Linked DNA regions of Canis lupus: region 1 is linked to region 2. A link is a contact called in public Hi-C data. All regions are on one chromosome and are shown on one strand. Each heading gives the region's core, a stretch centred on a gene start, on an enhancer-like site or on the middle of the called end of the contact. The rest is flanking DNA. Distances are from core to core; before and after follow the strand shown. Region 1 holds the start of TMEM87B (transmembrane protein 87B). Region 2 holds the start of BCL2L11 (bcl-2-like protein 11).

What was found. A called contact is a pair of places that touch in the nucleus more often than the background predicts.
Region 1: a contact with region 2 is called in a Hi-C map of blood, with 4 times the contacts expected there. The contact joins the promoter of TMEM87B here to the promoter of BCL2L11 in region 2. A contact is called at or near these places in 2 of 9 Hi-C or Micro-C datasets (both in blood).

What each region holds. Positions count from the first base shown.
Region 1 is chr17:36,642,726-36,645,425 of UU_Cfam_GSD_1.0, forward strand. TMEM87B (transmembrane protein 87B) reads left to right here and starts at 1,347. Exons shown (of 20, transcript XM_038561452.1): 1 at 1,347-1,538. The coding sequence starts at 1,380.
Region 2 is chr17:35,800,560-35,803,259 of UU_Cfam_GSD_1.0, forward strand. It overlaps BCL2L11 (bcl-2-like protein 11), which reads left to right and starts at 1,281. Exons shown (of 7, transcript XR_005372402.1): 1 at 1,281-1,546; 2 at 2,426-2,562. It overlaps LOC111090605 (a long non-coding RNA gene), which reads right to left and starts at 1,723. Exons shown (of 3, transcript XR_005372405.1): 1 at 1,567-1,723.

The DNA.
Region 1 (2,700 bases), core at 97-2,596, 840 kb after region 2:
TATTTCCCACTCATTTATTCTCCTTTCCCCTTTATTCCCTTTCACTATTTTTTATATTCCCCAAATGAATGAGACCATACAATGTTTGTCCTTCTCCGATTGACTTACTTCACTCAGCATAATACCCTCCAGTTCCATCCACGTTGAAGCAAATGGTGGGTATTTGTTGTTTCTAATGGCTGAGTAATATTCCATTGTATACATAGACCACATCTTTATCCATTCATCTTTCGATGGACACCGAGGCTCCTTCCAGTTTGGCTATTGTGGACATTGCTGCTAGAAACATCGGGGTGCGGGTGTCCCGGCGTTTCGTTGCATCTGTATCTTTGGGGTAAGTCCCCAGCAGTGCAATTGCTGGGTCGTAGGGCAGCTCTATTTTTAACTCTTTGAGGAACCTCCACACAGTTTTCCAGAGTGGCTGCACCAGCTCACATTCCCACCAACAGTGCAAGAGGGTTCCCCTTTCTCCACATCCTCTCCAACATTTGTGGTTTCCTGTCTTGTTAATGTTCCCCATTCTCACTGCTGTGAGGTGGTATCTCATTGTGGTTTTGATTTGTATTTCCCTGATGGCCAGTGATGCGGAGCATTTTCTCATGTGCGTGTTGGCCATGTCTATGTCTTCCTCTGTGAGATTTCTGTCATGTTTTTGCCCATTTCATGATTGGATTGTTGTTTCTTTGCTGTTGAGTTTAATAAGAGCAGAACTTTCACACGAAACCATCCCATACTCTCCTCTAAGCATCGAACCACAGGACACTGAGCAATCTGGACCTGAGTTTTCCGCCTCAGGCTGGCCCCGCCTCCCGGCCCGCCCCTCCCACTCCGGAGGCCCCGCCCCGAGCCCGCCTCTCCCCCGGCCCCGCCCCCAATCTGGCCCCGCCCCTCCCTCCCGCTCCGGCCTAGCCCCGAGGCCCGCCTCTCCCCCGGCCCCGCCCCCAATCTGGCCCCGCCCCTCCCTCCCGCTCCGGCCTAGCCCCGAGGCCCGCCTCTCCCCGGCCCCGCCCCCAATCTGGCCCCGCCCCTTCCACTCCGGAGGCCCCGCCCCGAGCCCGCCTCTCCCCGGTCCCGCCCCCAATCTGGCCCCGCCCCTCCCTCCCGCTCCGGCCCAGCCCCGAGGCCCGCCTCTACGCTCTGACCCGCCCACCCCTCCGAGCCGCGCTCTGGCTTCTTTAGCTCCACGCCGGGGCCCGGGCCTGAACCCCGCTTGTGGGGCCCGAGCCGCACCTCCTCGCCCAAGCCGAAACCTCCAGTCCACCTCCCAGCGTGAGCCCCGTCACCGACGCGAACCCGCCTCCCGGAGGCGGAGCTGCACCAGGTGCGGACGCGGGGCGTGGCGGGCGCCTTGGAGCGCCAGGTGCGGCTTCCGCGTCAAGATGGCCGCCGCCTGCCGCATCGGGGCCCGGCTGGTGTCCGGCCGCCGCCTTCCTGCCGCGGCTCCGCTGCTTCACGTCGCCCTCTGCCTCTCGTGCTGGGCCCCGGCGGTTGTGAGCGCCGTCCCGGAGCTCGGGCTCTGGGCAGCGACGGTCGACGACGTAAGTGGAGTGTGGAGACCGAGGCGTGGCGCGTCTCGGGCCCTCAGGGTCCGCGCGGAGCTCGCTCGGACCCCGGGCCTGGCCCCGGACTTGTTCATCTGGTCTTTGCCGGGCCCGGCCGGGGCACCTGACACGCTCGCTGAGCCTCTCGTCCGCCAGCGACGAGGAGAGCCCCCCTCCGGCCCGACCTGGGCGGCGGGAAGGCTCGCCCTCACAGGCTCGTGCGCGGGGACGGCTCTCCCTCCCGAGCGCCGGTACCGTTCTAAATTCCAGAATCGCCTTTCCCCAAGTGCTGGCCCGTCGCGGCGCCCTGACGCCCCCTGGCTCGATCCCTTGGCGCTCGGTCGGGCCGGCGTCTGGGCCGTTTGACCTTACCTGGGGTTTCGGGTGCAGCCGCAGGGCCACACCCGTGAGGCCACAGAAAGGACTTTGCCAGGCTTCGCTCTCAGCATACACCTAAAGCGCATATGCCACTTTTTTTTTTTTCTTTTTCCTTTAAATGGGGAGGAAATCTGCCACCCCCACCCCTCGTTCGCTCTTCTGGGGTTCCTGAATTTCTCTAGGGCTCCTGTCACAGTTGCGGGAATGTGTGTGTGGAGATGAGGTGGGACACGTGATTAAGGAGTGTTTGAGAGGCTAGTCTTGGAGGCACGACGGTGTGTAAACTTCCCTCCTAGGACAAGCCATTTGAGAACTTGGCATCCGATAGTTACAGGAGATGATGTAGGAGCGATGCCGGAGTTGAATTTTGGAAAGTCTTGTTAAAGAGGAACGGGAAATCGGGAAGAGGCCTTATCTCCTGCTTTTCTAGTCAGATTATTCATCCAGCTGTGTTTTGAGATGAATATTTTCCACATGCATTAAAATGACGTTTGAGTTCTAAGAGCAAAACTTATATTTTGACTTAAGGAGAAAAATTTAGTACCGGAGGCTGCAGATAACTTCCTACAACGTAGAAGCTATACAGGAAGGAAGATAAGGTCTCATTCTGAATTTTTAAGACCCAGCGCTACCATTTCTTCTAGGATTCTTCTGGGTTTTGGTGTCCCATTCTATGCATCAGTGATATAGCATGCACTTCTCTATTATTGAATTTCTGAGAACCACACTTGTGGTTTCATGCTGCTGCTTTAGTGAATGTCAGTATCATAAACTAAGAGTA
Region 2 (2,700 bases), core at 31-2,530:
TCGGGGCGCTCGGCCGAAGTGCGCCTCGGGCCGGGGATTCCGCGCGCCAGGGAGCGGAGAAGCTTCTCGGGGCCGGCGGGGAAAGGCAGCGCGCGCTCTCGGCGCTGTCCCGGGAGCTGCGGCCCCGCTCCTGGGTACTAGGCTGCGCGGCCGGCCGGCAAGTGTCGCCGCCCTGTCCCGAGACTCCCTCCCCACCCCCCACCCCCCATTCCCCAGGTAGCGGCCGCGCCGTCGGAGCTGGTCTGGCGGCTTGGCTGTCCTCGCGTGCTCGGGCCCGTTGCGGAGGATTTGCGGAACTGCGGCGGTTCTTTCACTGGCGAGCCTCGGCTTTTTCCTTGCACCGGTTGAGGCGGAGGTTTCAGGGCGGCTGCAGCGTTCGCGCTCTTCTGGACGTGCCTGGGGGCGCCCTGCCCTGCCCGGGCCGCGGCTGCGCCGCAGACACCAGCAGCCGCACGATCCCGACGGCGAGGGGCCGAGGGCCGCCGATCGCCGGCGCCACGCGATGGGCGAGCCTCGGGCCGCAGGACCTGCTCCGTGCGTGGGGCACCCCCACTCCCTCGCAGTGCGCCGGGCGGTGCGGTGCCCTCGGGGGCCTGTTACTCGGTGTCCGAGCTCGTGGCGGAAGACCCGCCGGCCGCGGGAGACCGGGGCGTGGATGTGTTCGTTGTCTGCCGCGCTCACGGGTGCGCGCGGACATGCGTGCCCGTGGCCAGTGGCGGCGGCTTGGATTTGGAGCGTACGCGCCGCGCTCGGGGAAGAAGAGGGAGGAATTTGTGGAGGACGGTGGGTGCCCCGGCTAGGGGAAGGGGCGGCCTTTGGGGTCTTCGGCCAGCCGGCCCGGGCGGGGGTCGGCGGCCAGCGGCAAGGACTGGGGTCCGAGGTCGGCTCTGCGGGTGCGGAGAGCGCGAGGCTCCTGCTTTGTCTCCAGGTGACCGGCCTGGCGCGGCGGGAACCCGGAGGCTCGCGCGGCCCCCGGACGGGCACAGGCGGGGCGGGCTGGGGGGCACCTGGGCAGCTCGGGTCGCCGGGACTCCCGCCGCGGCCGCCGGGGCCGGGGCCGGGGCAGCCTTCGGAGGCGAGTTTGTCAACAATCGCCTCGCCTTTGGCGGCCTGGCCCGTAGGCGCCGCCCCCGCGGGCGGCGGCTATTGGCTGCGGCGGGGAGCGAGCGCGCGCGGGCCAATTGGGAGCGCGGGCACCCGGCGCCAGCGGCGCGGGGAGGTCGGCGGTGCCGGCGGCGGCGGGCGCAGTGCGCGAGGGGAGGAGCGGGAGGAGGCGGAGGATGTTCCCGGCGGCGGCGGCCGGGGCAGCGCGGGCCAGAGGCGCGGCGCGGGGAGCCCTGGGCTGCCCGGCGGAGCGCGGCGGCGGCGGGCGGGCGGCCGGTGGTGGGCTCTGCGCGGCCCCGGGGGCTCTGAACGCGAGTCCCGGGCTTTGTCTCCCGCGCTCCCTTCGTGCTGACGGTCAGGGGGCTCCGGGTCGGCGAAGGACGCGGGCGGGACGCCGCGGGGCCCGGGCCCGGACGCGACGATCGGAAGGGAAGGGGCGGACGTGAGTTTCGGCCCGAATACCTCCACAGGGCAGGGTCGGTGGGACGCAGGGGCCGCGCGCCCGGGGAGCCTAGTGTGCGGAGTTACTTGGGCACTTTGCAGGGGGCGCCCGGGGACGGCTTCGGGGGTCACTGCCCCCCACTTGGAGGTGTGCACCCCACTGTGCGGGTTCGTCCGGAGAAGTTGCGTCGGGCTCCGCGCGGCGCGCTGCCCCCTGCGGGAGGAGGGGCGCGCGGGCGGGGAGCGGGAGGGACCGCGGGCGGGGAGCGCCCGAGCCCCGGCCGAGCCGCGCTCCGAGTTACAAACTCTATTGTGACGCACTTACTACGACTGCCGGCCCTTGCCAAACCTTCCCCAGACTTGCTGCCCTCAGCACTTTCGGCAGAACAATGGGGCCGGAGTGGGGAACGCGGCCAGCCGCCTGCAATCGCTGCATCTGCGCCCGCTCCTGTGCTCCAGCGCGGTATCTGATCCCGGGAAATCGGAGCCTGCTGGGAGTTTCCGACTTATTCAAGTCGGCCCTGAGCAAAGAGTGCATGTGAATACACTTAACACAAGCGGCTTCTGAAACATGTGTGTGTGTATGAGTGTGTGAGTGTGAGACAGCACCAGTTTCACATTGACCTTGTAATTGTGTTTTGTTTGGTGGCAGGAAGTTTAGTCCCACCCCCTCCCCTCCCCCCGCAAAGATAGAGGTACCTTTGTTATTTTAGGTGTGTTTTTATTCTTATTTGGAAGATCCTCAGAGAAGTGTATGAACCAACAACTTAAAGTATTTGCTGTTCTAAAAGCTTTGGAGGAATCCGCAAAAGTTAGCTAAATTTACTTGTTGTAATTATTATTTTGCTTAAGATAATCTTAGTTTTTGCTTTATTTGCAGAAAAAAAGACCAAATGGCAAAGCAACCTTCAGATGTAAGTTCTGAGTGTGACAGAGAAGGTGGACAATTGCAGCCTGCTGAGAGGCCTCCTCAGCTCAGGCCTGGGGCCCCTACCTCTCTACAGACAGAACAGCAAGGTAATCCTGAAGGCGAAGGGGACCGCTGCCCCCAAGGCAGCCCTCAGGGCCCGCTGGCCCCACCAGCCAGCCCCGGCCCTTTTGCTACCAGATCCCCGCTTTTCATCTTTGTGAGAAGATCCTCCCTGCTGTCTCGAT